Regions from separate parts of the Triticum aestivum genome. Here region 1 is linked to region 2. Evidence: chromatin contacts called from public Hi-C data. All regions are on one chromosome and are shown on one strand. Each heading gives the region's core, a stretch centred on a gene start, on an enhancer-like site or on the middle of the called end of the contact. The rest is flanking DNA. Distances are from core to core; before and after follow the strand shown.

Region 1 (3,049 bases), core at 493-2,992, 380 kb after region 2:
CTCCTTGCAGCCATGGCAGGATTGTCACCGGCGTCTTTCTGAGCACTCAAACGCATCCTCTCAAGTCTCCTCTTCTTCAGTGTCTCGAGCCCATTCCTGACCTCTGCGGGGAGACAGCTCCTTCCCTCCACCTAAGACATAGCTAGATACATCAGAGAGTGAAGAAGCACATGCAGCATTGCAATTTATAATGTGCAAGCCGGCATTGACCAACAAAGACAGCAGGGTCAATTAGCACCAATAGTTTGGATGCCACGAATTGGTCATAGGTGGAACCGAAAGAGCGGCAACTCCCAGCCAAGTCAAGAAAGCAATAGTCATGGAATCAAACACGGCACATTGATGTCCTCCACGCGGGTGCTTCCCTGCCACGACCATCCGTCGCAATCAGTCTGCCACTGAATTTATCCAGAGCCGTTCTATATTCGAGGTACTATAAAAAGTCCTACTGTATCTCGTGGCAGCAATTTATATAGAAACGCTCGCTGCTTTAAGAATAACGGTCTCTTTAGTAAGAAGGAATCCATAAATTTCGAATCCACGGCCATTAAATCGCAAGCACAACGGTTGATTGACTGATTGAGCGAGGTTCTGCATACTGTAGAAAAATCAGCGGCGAGAAAGGAAGAGGAAAAGGGGTACTAATTTGCAGACTTGGTCAAAGGTAGAATTACGCACATGCGGTACGACCATTGGAGTAGAAACTTGTGGAAAAGGGGAGGAAGATGCCATTGCCTGCTTGGCGCTCGCCGAACAATGGAATGCAACCCCACACGGCAAGGAATAGGACAGCCTAAACTTAACTTGGGAGTACTAGTAGCAGTGATTTAGCACGAGCATCTTAATTAGCCCAAAGGAGAGGGGAAAAGCGAAGAAAAATAAATACTGGTAGAAGCCCAGCTGGTGTGTTTGACTTCTCACGCAGCGAATCTATCTACTACTAATCCTAACGGGCGAGGACGAGCGCGAGGCCAAATTAATACAGCTCATGCGGTGATGATGATACTACCTATGAACAAATCCAAAAACAAAGAGATGGCATAAATAAATGGTTCCTCCTGGTTTTCCAACATTGACGGCCTCGGAATTCACGGGGACGCAGAAACAGAGGGCGTACGAGCAATTCGCCGGACGCGGATTCGTGCGTAATTCGGAACAATTCTCCCAATTGGCGCGGCTCGTGGCGGAATCCATGAATTGCTCGGCGAGGGGGGACGAAATTTACAGGGAAAACGACGCGGTAATTCGAATACTAGGCCTAGGAGAGAGGAATCGAACAGTGACCGGCCACGAACACGCATTAATTGAGGCAGCGGCGGAAGAGGAAGGAGAAGGAGAAAAGGCGCGAAGGAAGAGGGAGCGAGCGACGGAAGCGGAAATTGAAGGGGGAGGCAGATCTCGCGACTCACCATGACTCCGGCGGGGCGCGGCGCGGTTGCGGAGGCCCGTCTAGAGAATTCCCCGGCGGCACGGGTCCCGCATTCCCCTCCGGGCGAGCGGGCGGCGGCGGGGATCCCTCCCAGCCCAACCGAAGCCGGCACGCGCGGCGCGGTCCTCCTTCCTCCTCCTTCCGTCGGTTATTTTCCCGCGCGAGCTACGCGGGAGCGGGAGGTGGAGGCGGGGGCACTGGCGCAATTGAGGGCCAGCAATGGGGGCCCCACCGCGGGGGTTGCCGGCGGGGGAGCGGGTCGCCGGAAGAGGAAGGGAACGGGACGGGACGGGACGGGTCTCTGGCTGTGGGGGAGGGGAGGGGAGGGGCGGGGAGGGTGATATGGGGAAACCGCGGAGAAGGGAGACGAGAGAGCCCCACTTGTACCCGTCGCCCACGCTTTTCGCTTTCCTTTTTTTGCGTCGGGTCGGAGGAGGAGAGGGAGGCGACGGGGTCATGGGAGCGGCGTTGGCGTTGGAGTTGGTTCCACTAACGGAACCGCGTCCCCCGCGCTCTCTCCCCGTTCTGCCCCTGGGCTTCCCACCCCTCCGCCCATTGTCTTTCTTTCTTTCTGGTGGGACTTTTCCTCCTCCTCTCGTCCGCCTGTGTGACACGAGGGAGGGTGGGGGTGGAGGTGGGGTTAGTTGCTCACCTCACCTCACCTGCATGTGACATTTACTGTCCTACCACCACCTGGGACGGACGGACGGACGGTTGGCCCAAAAGGTGCTTGCGAAAACACACAAGTAAATTCCACCTCTTGCTTTTTCTTGATTGAATGAACTACTCCTAGGTTAGCTCGCCACGTGTCGCGCCTGCGTGAGATGAGAGAGACCGCTGTGTGGCTGGAGAGGGATCCGACCTGTTTTTACTTTTTAATTTAATCATCTCCCCCTCTGATTTTAAGGGGATGGAGTCAGGCCTTATTTTGTTTCAATTAAATCAAGCCACGTAGGTGGGAGTACGGATGGGCGCACTCTTAGGGAGCAAGCAAGTCTCGTCCGCCGGAGAGAGACCAATGTTGGCTTGACTCGGATTTAGTTACTTGTGCAGGTATATTCGCCTCTGGATAGATAGAGTGGACAGGAGGCATTTTTTCACCGTTCTAACCAGTACTAACCTTTGGTGGTTTTGATTTGACTAGCAAATATGCTCGTGCGTTGCAACGGGAGACAAAAAATTATGGCTAACCAAATAAGTATGACTCAATATCCTGATATATGAGCGTACTCTATTTTAACATAGTGGCTCATCATGTTGCCATTTTTTTACCCTAGCCGATGATGGCCGCGATGTCCACGTGATCACAATGCATTCGACGCGGTAAATCCCAAGGCTATGAGTTCGCCGGTGCATGCCACACGTGTCATTTTGTTGCGCAAGGGAACGTTTAAAACTTTAAAAACAAATCTCATTGACCACGAAATACTCCCAACGCCAAGACATATAAAGACTTTCGAAAAACTAATCAAATCCTAGACATAAAATACTTTTGAATCAGTGAACAATTTTTCGAATAGACAAACAATTTTTTTTGAAATTTTTTATTTTCTCAAAAAAATGATAAAGATTAGTTTTCTTTACAAAAGAATTTAAATGTATGAACCGGTTTCGAATTCA
Region 2 (3,278 bases), core at 111-2,610:
TTCAGTTCAAAATGCCATCTCAAATGTGGCCAAGGAGGGTAGAACTTGGAGTTTGAATGACCTACTTAAAGGAGATCTATCTTTCTTTTTTACAACGCTTGATAGGTGAGGTAGCGACAAGTAGTTGTGTACGGTTCTAGGGCATATCCCAGACACGTAAAATTCATTGTTGTAACGCTATGATGGTGGGCTCTTCACCCCTTTCTTCTACTCCCTCCTTCCCATATTGTTAGGCATATTAGTTTTAGCACGAAAAATAACGCAACAATCATCGTTAGTTGAGCCATCTTAGCGGGAAGCGTCCACGACTCAAAAAAAGAGGAGGAAGGCATGCACGATTTCTTGGAACCATCTCCAGAAAATTAGCGATACTCTATAACAACTCGAGAGAGGAAATCGACTGCATGCGTCTTACATACTGAGACTGCATGTAAAAGCTAATACGCCTAACAAAATGGGAAGAAGGGAGTATCAATTTATGACACACACTCGTGTGTATTCTAAAAAGAAAAAAATCATACAAGACGAAGAAGAAGCAACACTTTGAATTCGAAGCAGTTCATCCGCCCAAAGGCAACTAGAGCTCAACATAGTCAAGTATACTGACTCGATTAAGGTCTTATTGACCAACTAATTGTGTGAAAACTGCACCTCCAACGACGACGAGCTATAAGAAAATGACTCCAACATCTATATGCCACCACTTAGAGTCGCGAGTAAATTAAGGGTTAGCCTTTTCAAACGAGCCTCGTTTTCCCTTGTATGGCTGCCGATGACTGGGACGGAAATAGTCTTAGAAAGTACGCAGCCTCGACGAGAGCATATATTGTACTTAATTACATGTGGTTTATTATATACGAGTATATGTACGTGTATACATACGTCGGTTGATAGATAGTAGGTTCGTGAAACATGCAGTGCAATTCCGGTGTGCCCAAGCCATAAGAAAATCAAATTGGAGGCCAGCACGAAGTTCCATCAGGAGCACGTCACCCCGTACTACACACGAACGAACCCCAATAATGCACGCAACCGGTCCGGACGTCAAGAAAAACTACTGCCAGACGGCGAATATCCGGCATCACGGACGGACGGACGGCTGCGGGCGGGGCAGGGAACGTTGACCGCGGGTGTGAACCGTCCGATCGCTGGATGTCGGCATCACGGCGTCCCATTTTGCTTACGGCCCAAGCAAAATCGTTCCGGCCACGCAACTTGGCATCCAAGTTTAGCGCGCCCAGCGCCACCGCCAGGCGGGCCCGACCCGCGGCGGGGCCCCGTGTGTCGGCCGCGGAGGCGGTGGGTGGAGCACAATAAGGGTCGCAAGTGGGCACGACAAAGGCGTGGACCCGCGTTATTTCTCCGCCCAATAATATTTCCCCCACCGCCGCACGGCTCCTCCACCCCGACCTTCCTCTCGCCTTCGCCCCCGCCCCCGCCCCCTTGCCGCCGCCGCCGCAGCGATTCTCCGAGCCGAGTCCTTGCTTTGACCAGCCGCGTCTCGCCGCCGGCCGGGGGAGCATCTTCGGCGGGGTAGCTCCGGCAATCGATCGTAGCCGGGGGATAAAGTGGGCTCCGTAGGGGAGTCCTAGGGGGGGTGACAGGGGGGTTAGATCGGGCAAGATGAACCGCTCAATATCCTCCGCCGTGACCCCTGCTGATGCTGCCGCTAACCCTAGGTAAGCGTCGGTCGGTGAATCCATCGATTCGGCTCGCCCCTTGCATGGATCTACGCGACCCGCCCGATTGTTAGGCCGTGTGTGATGATTTCATATCTCTATATGTTCGATCTGGTGAATATTCTTTTGTGAGAGTTAGGTAGGCTTTTTTGTTCGGTTTCGATCATCTGTGACACCGGGAAGCTGGTTGTTGACTGCTAAAGTTGTAGATTTAGGATTTACCAAGTGGATTCCGTGCACCCATGACTCGCTAAATATTAAAAATTCCATCTTTGCTATGAATTTCGCGTTAGCTTATCTCCATCTTGTTTGTGTGGTGAGGAACTAGTTATTTTCATCACAACTTTGCTTGATTCAACTTGAGACATCATTTGCCTTTTACTTCATGTAATTTCCTGATTAGGCCAGCGCTTTCAAATAATATTTGGCTTACAAAGCATATTTTCGCGCGCAGGTGAATACTCCCTCTGTAAACTAATATAAGAGCGTTTAGATACTAAACACTCTTATATTAGTTTACAGAGGGAGCACATGATAGTTGTGCGTCATAATCGTAATTTCTGAGCCCTGTTATTAACGCAATAGATTTTTTTTCAAGCCATATATCCTATGATTTTCTCATTAGGCCAGCTGTTTCAAATGTTTGGTCAACGAAGCGTTTTTCGCGCGCAGATGAATATATGTTTGTTTGGGGTGATAATTATAAATTTTGAGCCCAATTAATGCAGTAGGTTTTTTAAAGCCCTGTATCACGTGTTCTCCTGATTAGGCAAGCTGTTTCAAATATTTGGTTTACGAAGCATAATTTTCGCGCGCAAATGAATACATGATACTTCTGGGTGATAATTGTAATTTCTGAGCCCAATTAATGCAATAGCCGTCTCAAGCGCGCTATATATGACTGAACTCTTGTGCTCACACCCTTCAACAAATGGCGGTTTCTGCATGAGGACTATGGCAAATCAATAGATAATTCCATATTGAAGTATTTTGCTTTTTATTTTATTTTATCTAGTTCGTCGTTCGTCGTGCTAATGTAACATGATAGTTTTGGGGAATTTACTCGTATGTTTAGCTGCCGACAGAGTACTGAGATCTTTGATTTGCATATATTCTGTTTGCTTGATTTAAGATATTCTAGTTTTTTGTCCTTTTTCTTACAGGACCTATCTTCCCTTTTCAGGTTTCCTACTCTTTTGCCCTTATCTCACCCGACCGATATTCTTTTTCTCCTTGTCGATATTGAAGTAGTCTATGCTCAGAGGTTCCTCCATTAGCTTAGTGTAAATATTAGACTTGTTGGGGTTTAGTTTGCTAGAAGGAATTAGTCTCTGCTTGGTGTTCATTTCTGCTTGCTACAATGGCTGCGATGAACGAAAAGGTGTTGGCTAAATGTGGACAGAATATAGTTAGCCTCAAGAGGAAGCGGGACAGCCCCGCTGCATATCATGCTGATGCCTGCCACACCTCTCAATCGCATCAGCATCCTACTGGAAACTCTGATATCAGGTTGTATGTTGGTGAAGATCGCAAGGCGAACATCGCGTGCCACTTTAACAAGCAGATTTTACAGAGCTATCAGAACTACATGACCAGTGC

The links. Hi-C and Micro-C count contacts between places; a contact is called where the count stands out from the background.
Region 1: a contact with region 2 is called in a Hi-C map of leaf, with 2.7 times the contacts expected there. The contact joins the promoter of LOC123050596 here to the promoter of LOC123050566 in region 2. A contact is called at or near these places in 2 of 5 Hi-C or Micro-C datasets (both in leaf).

Annotation. Positions count from the first base shown.
Region 1 is chr1A:355,151,744-355,154,792 of IWGSC CS RefSeq v2.1, forward strand. LOC123050596 (lysine-specific demethylase JMJ706) reads right to left here and starts at 1,743. Exons shown (of 11, transcript XM_044473370.1): 1 at 1,410-1,743; 2 at 1-131. The coding sequence starts at 1,412.
Region 2 is chr1A:354,773,180-354,776,457 of IWGSC CS RefSeq v2.1, forward strand. LOC123050566 (inactive poly [ADP-ribose] polymerase RCD1) reads left to right here and starts at 1,361. Exons shown (of 7, transcript XM_044473346.1): 1 at 1,361-1,679; 2 at 2,863-3,278. The coding sequence starts at 3,040.